Linked DNA regions of Mus musculus: region 1 is linked to region 2. The links are chromatin contacts, called in public Hi-C maps. All regions are on one chromosome and are shown on one strand. Each heading gives the region's core, a stretch centred on a gene start, on an enhancer-like site or on the middle of the called end of the contact. The rest is flanking DNA. Distances are from core to core; before and after follow the strand shown.

Region 1 (5,920 bases), core at 1,329-3,828, 130 kb after region 2:
CACAAACATGAAGGCATCCTCAGACGCCATGTCAAAATGTCAGGCATGGTGACACATACTCATAACACCAGTGCTTGGGGGGAAGAGCCTGGAGGATCCCTGAGGCTTGCTGGCCAGCCCAGCCAACCTAACTGGGAGGTTCCAGGACAATAAGAAACCCTTTCACAAAGAAGGCTTCCTTAGAATGTCAACAAAATTGTCCTCTGACTGCCACAAGCATACGCACACACCCATATTCACATAAGCATTCACATATGCACAAATAAATTTATTAACATGTCTTCCTTTTAGGAAAGAAGATGCAGTGCTTTGTTTTTGTTTTTTTTTGTTTTTCTGGGATCTTTACTTGCTCAAGCTTTCTCTACCCTAAGAACAGGAATGGAGGCCTTCCTTGTTACTTAAGCTGTTTTTCTTTCCCAGCCAGACTTCCTGAATGACCACGCAGCAAGAGAAGCTTGTACACAGACAGCTCACACTCTGGTTACAGACCACTGTCCCACCCTCTCCCTAGCGCCTTCTTTCTGCCCATACAACATTACTGAGCTCTGTATCCATGTCATCCACCTGCTTCCTGGAATTCCAAGTTGTCATCTTTTGGTTGTCCTCTTTTGTCCCCTCTCGTCCCTATTCCATATTTTTAAAAGATATGATCTTGTCCACAGAAATCATAATGATCTCCACTGGTTCAAAGAAGTCTATCTATATGGTTCTAAGGTTAGCTTTTTGATTGGAAGCCAAATTCACTGGTCATGGTCAAACTCTCTTGAGTTTTTGTGTCTCCACATCATAATCTATCTATGTATCTGTGTATCTACCTATGTATCTATGGATCTATCTATCTACCATCCATCTAGCTAGCTAGCTCTATCTCTCTATCATCTATATATCATCTATCTATATCTCTCTCTATCATCTATCTATCTACCATCCATCTATCTCTATATATCATCTATCTATATATATGTATCCATTTCTATCACCTATCTGCCCATCTATTTGTCTACCTCTATCTAATCTATCATCTATTTAATCTATCATCTTATCTATCATCTATTATCCATCTAATCTACCACCTTATCTATCATCTACTACCTACTATCTATTATCTATCTTTCCATCTAATCTACTATCCTATCTATCTATCTCTCTATCATCTATCTATCTATCTATCTATCTATCTATCTATCTATCTATCTATCATCTCTCTATCTACCTCTATCATCTATCATCTGCCTCCCCTTGATATATCCACTTATATTTTATACTACTGTAACTCTGGAATCAGAAGTGATCTCTTACATTGATGTAAGAGGCGAAGGAAAAAAATTGTAATTTTATAATATTAAGAACAAAATTTTCCTCTACTCACATGGCACTCTTATTGCCCATTTTGTTTGGTTTTCACACAGGAAGCCTTCAGCCACAGCTCTGAGAAACACTGGTTCTCTAATGAGTGGAAATGCTCCTAAGTGCATTTGGGAATGCTTAGGGCTTCCAAAGTGCAGGGCAATGAAAGCGCCATTAATGGGCAACTGTTGGATCTCCATGAGCTAAGAGCCAAGTAACTGAATTTCAAACTGAATGTCAACACAACTTCTGGTTGAAAACTTTTAAGTAAAAAGAAAAAAAAAATCACACGCTTGGATGTAATTATATCACCTGTCTACTCACCCACAAGTGACTAGACATGCAGCAAAAACTAAAACTGATTTTGCGTAATGAATTTCAGAGCCGCTGTGCACATTTTAAAAAGTAAAAAGAATGCAAAGGAATGAATAATGAAGGACTCTTTCCTGGTGTTTATTTATTTATTTTTAACTTCCTGAGCAACTAAAAGGGCAAAGGTGGGCAGTAACCGGGAAAAAAGGGATTTTAAAGGCAAATATGAAGATGATGTTTGCAACTGGAAATATAGCTCAGTAGTGGAGCATTTGCCTTGTACGTGTAAGGACCTAAGTTCAATTCCCGGCAACGATAAATATACACAGGATGTTTACCTTAAAGTAATTTGAAATTTCTGTTTTCTTTAGAAATTATTAATCTCTTAGTAAAAGTACTCTTCAAATCGTATTAGAAACTTTAATTTTGCCTCTTGACTGGACTACAAATCGAGAAGATGACTGCTCTACTTGGCGTGTAAAGTTAAGATCATACATGCCTGGAGGTCCAGCTGCTTAACTGGGTCAGCGTGCAGTGGAAGGGCTTCAGAGCAGTACTATTTTGAATGGGAGAGCCTAGTATCTCAAGCCTGCAAGGCAATCACTTTCCCCAATAAGCCTTCGCCTCAGCTCCCATAGGGAATTCTCTTTCACCTAAAGGGATGAGTAGCTCTCTTAAAAAATTTCAAAACATCTATTTCCTGTCCCGTTGCTTTTGTTGTTGTTTTATACTTTATTAGCATTTTTTTTAAATAAAAGAGACTCTAAAAATATTTTTACATCCCTTAACTGGTTGTTCGTCAATTCATTCAACCAATGTCGGTGAGTGAGTATGGTCGAGGCACCGGACACCGAGCAGGAAGGAGGAGCCTTCTGCGGTCGGTCGAGGAGGCAGGAGTAAGCTGATGCTAGAAGAAGCAGTGACACATGGTGACTCACAGGATTTCAACATAGACTCCGGAAGAAAGACAAGCTGTGGATACCAGGAAGCAAGGGAGCCAGCCTCTGAAACTCACAAAGCCAAGAGCAGCTGGAAGATAGGAATGGTCGGCGCTCAAGGGGACATTTTAGAACTCTTGCCTTTAAAACTATGCCCGAACCAAAGGAGGTTACCCGGCTTGGCGGGTATCCACAGGCTCCGTGCTCACTGGTCAGTCCTGAGGTGCAGGGAGGCAGCATGCCTAAGCTCTGTTTCCTAACTCGGGGTGATCCCCTTATATGACGTCAGTACAGCCTCACCCCACTACTTAAGATAAACAGGAATGAGTCTCTCTCACAAAGTGGCCTGCTTAACAAATACTAACAGAGTTTTGGGAGGATCAGATTCTTGCAGATTAATTCATTTCAATGAATTAAATGTTGCAGTTCTGGGCTCAGGCTCAGGCTTCGTGTTCAACAGGCACACGGTCTACTAACGAGCACTTCTTCAGCCTTATAGCTCAGGACTTGCCAATCTCAAACCATTTTAAAAGGAGAGAACTGTAATCAGTCAGTCCTGCCTGCTTATCTGTTTTTTTTCCTTTCTAAACAGTTATTAGTAAAGACATTGTAGTCCTTTCCCCTACATCAGTGACATTAATTTTATTCCAATGAAAGATTGTAGAGATAGTAAAAAGCCTTCCATTTGTACTGTGAGCTGCTCCATATTCTTGAACAGGAATAACTAGAAAGAGCTCCCTCGACACACACACACATGTACAAACATATACAAATTAATTATCCTTCCTCAATTTTAAAACACACATTTAATGTTTACATAATACCAATACCTTTAAAACAGATTATAATTTCGTAGCTACAACTTAGTGTCAGTTGTGGCAAATTCTCACAGAGTATGAACCCCTGGCTCCTTTGATTGGAAGCCTACATGTTTTATGCCAAAGGACACATTTTTCTAGCTACTAGAAGCCAGCAGATCTGTGATGAGAGAGTTTTAAGAACTGTGTTCTATTTTGGGAATGGGCCCTTCCTGTCCAGCTCTTGTTGCCACCTCATTCTTGGTGACTTCAGTGACTTCTAAACCCACTTCAGGTCAGCAGCCTCTCTTTAATTAGCATCTCACTGCTGGAGGGAGGGCAGTTCCTCAGGAGGAAAAAAAAAAAAAGAAAAAGAAAAATTATAAACAAAGGTCTTCAAGGCCATTTACCAGTCCCGTCGAGGAATTAAAAAAAAAAAAAAAAAAAAAAAAAAAAAAAAAAAGTCTGGCTTCTTTGTCAGCAAAGTAAGGCCGGAAATAGTTTTGCTTCCTGCAAATGGAGAAGGCTGGAATGTATGTTTGTTAATTCTGGCTTAATGTGGTAAGACTTTATTCCAGACTGATAACCTCTAACTTAAAAGTGCACACTAGATGTTTAGACGACAAAAGTGATGTGCAGAGAAGCCAGGCATCTTGTTACATTTTTCTCACTGAGGACCTTAAAACACTAAGGCAGGGTACAAGTTACAGCACGGCAACATTCCCTTCTGAAACCAAAGAAGTACATTATGTAGCAAAACAGAAGTCAGCAATGCCTCCCCAACAGATCTTTGAAAAACCTATTTAAATATCTAAGATGACGGGGTGGTGTGGGCATAGAACCTGGGAGGCAGAGACAGGAGGCTCTCTTGAGTTCTAGGCTAGCCTGGTCTACATAGTGAGTTCCAGGACAGTCAGGGCTACACAGAGAAAACTTGTACTCATTCCGAAATAAAGGAACGAGTGGAAGACTAAAACTGAAAGGTAATAAAATTGCCTGAGAATGAAGAATAACAAAGTTTTTTTAAGTTTTAGGGAGCTTAGCCATAAACATGACATGTGTGTCTGTCTAATGATTATGCACACACATTGTGATAACTAGTCTTTATGAATACAATTCCAAAAGGGAATTGTTATCTTTAGAACGCAATCTAAAAATGATCAGAGAGGGGAAACCCTTCAAAATAAGATCGCCACATGCAAGAGTGAACACTGTTCTAGAACAGGAAATCATTTGGTTAGAAACACTGACCCTGCTTGACGGTTCCCATTGGGTGCTGTTTACAAGAAATCTCCCCAGCAGGGCACCTGCGTCCAGTTTCCCAATCCTGTGGTTTGCTTACGCTACAGGGCTGTGTTCCCGGCAAGTTCAAACCGTTAAGTTGAATTTCATTCTTGTCTGGGAGTAACTTTTACTCAATTGACTGCAGCTGTGTGCACAGAATACTGTTCCAAGAAACATGTCTATGAGAAGACCATTTTAAGAAATGCAAATTAACTTCCATTATTTCAAGTCTGTACAACTAGTGTAGGGACGGAATCTCTGGTCTCTGTTAGACAAATGGATATATATATATATATATGAATGATATATATATATATATATATATATATATATATATATGGATATATATATATTCGAGAAAAAACAAGCAGGGTTCTTCTGAGGCAGGCAGCATGTGCCTTTGTCACCTATATATTTGAATAATCATCTCACCAAGCTGTTTACAACACATACAATGAGTTGGGGGTTTGGGTTGTTTGTTTTCAAAATTAAAGTTCTACTTAAGCTCAGTTTTTTCTTAAATGTCACTCTTTAGTGCCATGAGGTTTCTTCTCTCTGTATTCATAGAAATGTAGTTTGGCAAATGATGGGGCGTTCTCAATGGAGGAAATGCTACCAGCTCACAACACCGGATGTAATTGAGACCACAAGAGATGCGCGCTTGGTTACAAGAGCTGAACTTAAGAGGTAGTCGAAGGAAGCAGCCCAACATTTGATTGAGTACACTGTTTTAGTCTATCTGTACTCTCAAACAAAGCAAAAAAGCAAAAAAAAAAAAAAAAATCTCTGGAAATTATTTGGGTAACCTCAGGTTCTACATGGTGGAGATTTAAAAACAAACAACAGAACCACTGTGGATTCTTGCATTTCCTTACTGTTGAGGACAGGGGGAAGGGGGGAGGGGAGGTCTCAACATGCCAGGGGATGTAGGAGAAGCTGAATCAGCTTCCACAAACAATTGGGAATGCTGTTTTGTAAGATCTTTTCCAGTAGCAGTATAGAAAATATCATTTGAAAAGGCAGGACTAGATCTGCCTGTCGATGGGCAGGTGATGCGGTCAGCGAATGAATATCGTTAGCTAACTTCTGTGTCCCCATTCCCAACCTTGGCAAGAGTGGCCTCTTTTGTGCAGACTGATGAAGATAGTTATGAGTGTTGCCTCTCCACTGGCTCCAACAAACCAAATCCAAACTGTGTTTATTAAAGATGAAAGTGTAAGGATTTGGCACCTGTATTTGTTT
Region 2 (5,767 bases), core at 2,514-5,013:
TGATGTGTGTATGCATGTGTGTGGAGGGCAGTGGGCAGTATGGGTTCCATCATATGGGTTCCAGGGATTGAACTCAGATCATTAGCATTGGCGGCAAATGCCTTTAGCTGCTGAGCCATCACCTTTGTTACATTCAAATACTGACTTCCCTTCATTGTAGGGGGTATTTCTACACTTGGGTCTGAGGGCAGCTGTGGTGTGGGTCTCACTGATGCCTGTGTATTGAAGGCTCAGTTCCCAGTGCAGCCATGTTCTCAGGTGGACTTTTAGGGGACATGACTGGATAATGAGGGTGCTGACTATCAATAGATTGATCTGATGGTGTCAGGGGACTTGGTAAAGAGGAGGTGGAATAAGCTGGAGAAGAGCCAATGGACATGTGTCCTGCAAAGGTATTCCTTGTCCCTAACCATTCCTGCCTCTCCACCCTGGTTCCTGGGCCCCACGAGGTGAACAGCTTCTCTTCACCATGTCTCAGCACCATGATGAAGTCTATCCTCTCACAGGTTAGACAGAATGGATCGAAACCTCTCCAAGTGAGTCAAAATAAAACCCTCCCCCCTCCTCTACAGTGTCTCTTACAGGCATACGTCACCACGATCGAGGTCTCACAGGGAAGCCCTTGCTCTAGGGGCCATCCACAATCATCCCAACATGACAGCAAAGCCTCATAAGGGCAGCTCCAAGGTGAGCACTTGAACCCGTGCTCCTGAGCAGTGGGAGAGGGAGCACTTCCACAGGCAAGATTTAATGATGCTGTGATCTCGTAGCAGTTCGAGGGAGAGGGAGCACCTCTTTGGGAATGGTCACGGAACCCTAATGCTACCAGAGCATCCCACACATTGCAAGGCATGCTTACTCTGTGATACCCACTGGGGCTGGTTCCAAGACACACTGCAGTTATACAAGGACCTCGCTCAAGTCTCTTATATGTAACTGGGTCTGCAGAGAGCCTTTACATGCCCTCCTGTATACAGCTCTGGATTAACTAACTCCTACGATGATATAAATGCCATATAAACGGTAACACTATACTGTTTAGGGACTAATGACAATGTTCAGCACATGTGAGGAATTTTCCTGAATATTTTCCATCTGTGGTTGGTTAAATTGATGTATGTAAAGTTGGTAGATAAAAAGGACTTGGTCTATTTTGTCCCAGAGGTGTGAAAATGTTCTGTTTACACAAAGTACATCTAAAAAAAAAATACATGCCTAAATAGGCAATAAAACCCTTTGAAAAGTTCACTCATATTTACCCCTTTTGTTTCCTGGTATTAGACAATGCCCTGGTGTATAACTTTGTGCAGAGCTATGAAGTGCTGGTAAAGATGGGCTTTAAGTCTTGCTGGATACAGATTCAAGCTGATGAGTCGGCGGACACAGCCGCAGATGGATAGGCTGGCCACTTGCTGCACCCAATGCAGTCAACCCACAGTTAACTCCAACCCAACATGAACCTGCTGTGTGAGACACGACCAGGTGATGCCAGCCAACACAATGTAAACTATGGTGGCTGTACATGCATGAGCAACCCCCACTCTTCCTTTGTACACATGGACTTATTCAAAGTACTGCAGAGGTCCAGAACGATGGGTGGACCTGTTGTGTCCTGAAGTAGCAGGCACACTGCCATCCTTGGGGAGGAGTGTAAGGTGTTGGGTGGCAGGAAGGTGGCAGGGGCATTCACAGCTCCAGGGGTTTTCCAGCAAATGCCATTAAGAATATTCTTCCTGGACAACATGTCTACTCTTGGGAAGATAGCACAAGAAGAACATTTTGAGACAAATTCCCCAATTCTGATCATGACCAGTGTTTGTGCCTGCAGCACAGTTCCTACTTTGGTCATCAGCTCTACACAACCAAACTGAAATTTCCCAGCCTGTTTCCAACACTCCCTTAGGTAGAGAGCCACTATTACAGTCTTTTTCCATAACGGGATTTTTATCAATCAGTATTAAGCAGTGAAAAAAAAAATCTATGGAATTCACCACAGTTCTTTTATCCTGGGGCTTTCCAGGCAAATCTGACCTAGTTTAAACCTTCAAGCATTCAAAACCAAAGACAGTACCCCAGCATTTTCAAGGGACAATGGATGGGGAAGGATGGAAGAAAAGGACTTATAAGCAATTTAAAGATGCTATAGAAGAAAACACGATGCCTCCTTAAGATATGGTAACAGTAGACAGAAAACTGTATGTTAAAAATATTTATAAAATTGAAGACAGTATTTAATCATAATGCTCCTATATCAGTTATAATGTGATGTCTCAGATTTTTTGCAGAGCTATGAACATGTTCTGTTCTATGTCACAGCCCCAGCTACGGTGGGCATAGCTAGTATGGGGAATCCTGATGTCACCTTAATATAAAAACATAGGCTGGCAGGATGATGGGTAACAGAGCTAAGTAATCAAACATGACTTTTTTCCTTTTTTAGAGACAGGGCCTAAAACTTACTGTGTAGGCTTGAGTGGTCTTGAACTCACAGAGATCCACCTGCTTCTACCTCCAAGGCATGCACCACCATGCCCATTTGGACCTCCGCCCTTTAGCCTTCTAGAAGCTAGTATACATGAGTTACAGCTAAGAAGACTACACTGTTCCTTTTATTTCTAAAACTTATCTTTGGGGGCTTTACCACATTTCTTTTCGTTTTCCTTTTTAATGGTTGTGACTTGGATGCTAACAGGTTCCGTCAATGACCCAACACCAGCAGATCCTTTGAGGACTCTAGCACACCAGGGCAAAAGCTGTATTGGGATGTGAGCCTGGCTAAAGTGCCTTTCTTTTCTGAACTTGGCTCCAGTGTCATAGGCAAACTGCCAACTGTGCAAGAATCCAAGTACTCTGACAGGAACCATACTGGGTAATTCTGCTTATGCTAGCTAAACAAGGCATCGTCAAATAGGCCATCCTCTGGCTGTGTCTATAAGATGTTATGTCTACCTAGCAAGGAGCCCATGGTAGTTAACCATTCAGGAAGGCACACTCGATGTAACCTGCTCACCCCCATCATTTTATTTTCTACCCAATCTGATCGATAATCTCAAGCTCTCCCCAGATGAAGCGAGATCTATCCCTGAGACACTGGCTAGCATTCAAAGCTCCTCTCACTATGGGTACGGAAGTACCAAGTTCAGAGAAGCAGAAAACTTTCAGATTCCTCATGGGTTCCAACATGTGCTGGGGACTTGTTTGGGGGAAAGGCTGAGTTTACTACAAGAGTGTGCTTCCAAATCCCACACTGAGCCCGGAGGCAATTCAACCTCATTCATACGTCACAGGCCTCCGAGCAGCTCTGAGTACTGAGATGAGCATTCAGGTCAAAAGCTCAGAGACAGCACTCAGTGAGCCCTGCAGGGACAGGGTGGCATACAAAAGTCACAAGCCAATGCTCCTGCCCCCACACAACTTGCAACCTAGTCCCGAACCCAGATCAGTGCACAGAAATGAGAGAAATTAGAATTGAAAGAATTTAGAAATGAAGTGGCATTAAGGACTGGATGGGAACACAGCCTCAGCTGCCGGATAAGGCCTCTGCAGCCAGGCCTGCAATATAGATGGGACTCATGTCTCTTGTACTCATTTGTCCCCTGGTACAACATGGAAGAAACTCTTCTCTAGCAGCTGCAGGGCTGCCCAGGCTCTTACAATCATCCACACGTGGTTTGGAAACCAGGGGTTTTTCTTGAATGGGTGTGGCCAGCAGTCTGTAAACCCACCTCAAAGGAAACAGTTTAAGGACCCAACCACAAAGTCCTTCAAAGAACAAAGGAAACTGTTCAGTCGGTCTGTGATAAGTCTGATAAGTCTGAGGTCTCCTTCACAGAGGAGCTGGGAGATTTTATCTGGGGCTATAACAATGGTGCTGGGTCCTTTCCCTTTTTCAACCAGTCTTGCTGCTGCATGAAGAACGAACCAAAGGAGGTCACAAGCTGTGTGTGGCTGGTGTCCTGAGCATGCAGAGAGGGGACTCAAACTGGCACTGAGCTAAACTCACAGGGCAGGCGTCTACTAGTTTGAGGTTAAAACGTTTTCCTTTCATCTAAGTGTTGTTGATGGAAAAACAAACAAACTAACTAACTAACTAGCTAACTAGCTAACTAGCTAACTATAACTAAGTCAGGGAGTTAAAGGAAGCTCTTCCGCCAGGCTGAGTTTTTCTGAAGGCACTGTGCATGCAGGTCTTAGATTTTAAGTTCCAAGTGTGTACCTATGTGCAGTTCACCTTTAGTAGCAGCTGTAAAAGTGATGTGCTGTCAGGATTTAATGTTACAAGACCAAGTGTGGCCCATGGTTCTATACAGACATACACATGAGTTCCTTTATGAAAAAAAATGGAACTGGGTACAGAAAAGTAAAATGATTTTCTAATCATCTTCATCAGTCATACTATTGACGATGGAACCCGGGAGCTCTGGGAGAATAAATACCCAACGCCATTACCCATGAAAACCTCAGAGCAGCCACCTAAGCCCGGGACTCCAGGATGGAGCCAATCTAACATCAACATACTTCAGTGCTTTCCGGCTGTGTTCTATGTGACAAGCTAGGGTAGGTGTATGCCATTCAGAGGTGGGGCCTGACCAGTCTTTTATGTTCCTCAGGTTCAATCCACAGGATCTACTTACTACTGCAATACCTTTTTTTTTTAATTTTAATTTTATTTTACTTTATTGCATATGAAAGGTGCTGGAGAGACTGTGGGGGTGAAGATGCGTTTGGCCAATGGCATACTCTCTTCTTCTGGGTTCCTGCATGTTTGTTTATTACAGGGGCCATCATGGTTCCGGGTGAGCTCCAGGACCTGACTGTTCCCCACAGGAGCGTTTGAGTTAATTCTTGTTGATGCAGCTGAGTTACTGAAGATACTAGTGAGCAGAGGGCTGGAGGACACCATGAAAGGACCCATCTCCAGACTTCTACACAAGCATGAGTAGATCTGCAGGGTATGGGCATGCAGAGGCAGACAATGATGCTGTAAGGAGTCAGACTTGGTGGCTGGCACAGGCTTGCCAACTCCAGACCCAGTAGCAGAAAGCGGGTCTTAGGCCTGCCGAGCAAGAAGTCTGCCAGTACATTGGGGGAAGGATGTAACACAGCAGCAGGCAGCAGGAGCCCCTCTCTTCTTCTACTCTAACAGCATCAGTGCCTCTCTTTCAAGCAAGGTGAGGTGGTGTCTTAATTCTGAGACATCACCTGCTGGCCCAGAGCATGCAGGGGACTCACTGCAAACCAGAAGGCATGCCAGTCTTTCCCACATTCTACCCTGTAAGGTGCCAGTGTTGCCTTGGTGCTATGATGAAACAAAATTTATTCAAAGCTAATGAACACTGGTTGTTGCTTAGTATAGCTCAACCACTGCAAGGCGTGAACATAAAGAGACAAGAAAAGTGTTTCTAGGAGCCCCCCCGAACAGTGAGACTGACATGCATGTACATCATCATTGTTATGATGGCTGTGTGACCCCTTTGGGGGATTCCCCAAGCAGAATGTAACCCAGCTGGGTCAGAGTAGGTCCCACAGGGAGAAGACAGACTCTCGACAGTCCAGGAAGGTAGGAGAGCACTTCTGTTTTAATGGGAAGCCACAAGATCAAGGTATAGGAGCCATGAGAGAGAACACAGGTAAAATGACATATATTAGGCATTCTACTTGTGACTCATTACTGAGGACACAGGCCAAAAGGTAGAAATGGAGGACAACATTGAGGGGCAAGTGTCATTCTGGGAACCCCTGGTCTTTTAGAGTGAACAGAACCGCA

Evidence for each region. A called contact is a pair of places that touch in the nucleus more often than the background predicts.
Region 1: a Hi-C map of CD8 T cells shows a contact between it and region 2, with 2.0 times the contacts expected there. The contact joins two enhancer-like sites. A contact is called at or near these places in 1 of 484 Hi-C or Micro-C datasets (CD8 T cells), 2 of 115 datasets of contacts at active chromatin or transcription factors (fibro-adipogenic progenitors and regulatory T cells) and 4 of 9 other capture datasets (adipose tissue, embryonic trunk, liver and 1 more).

What each region holds. Positions count from the first base shown.
Region 1 is chr2:60,899,018-60,904,937 of GRCm38.p6, forward strand. It overlaps a transcript of Rbms1 not described here. Among named protein-coding and RNA genes, the nearest start is that of Rbms1, 21 kb to the left of the region's middle. Within about 2 kb of position 2,579, at least 160 of the 459 cell types and tissues checked have an H3K27ac peak or open chromatin away from gene starts, as enhancers often do. A contact at or near this core is called in CD8 T cells, where this site is marked.
Region 2 is chr2:60,770,943-60,776,709 of GRCm38.p6, forward strand. The region is part of intron 6 of Rbms1 (RNA binding motif, single stranded interacting protein 1); the gene reads right to left. Among named protein-coding and RNA genes, the nearest start is that of Gm33436, 81 kb to the left of the region's middle. Within about 2 kb of position 3,764, at least 53 of the 459 cell types and tissues checked have an H3K27ac peak or open chromatin away from gene starts, as enhancers often do. A contact at or near this core is called in CD8 T cells, where this site is marked.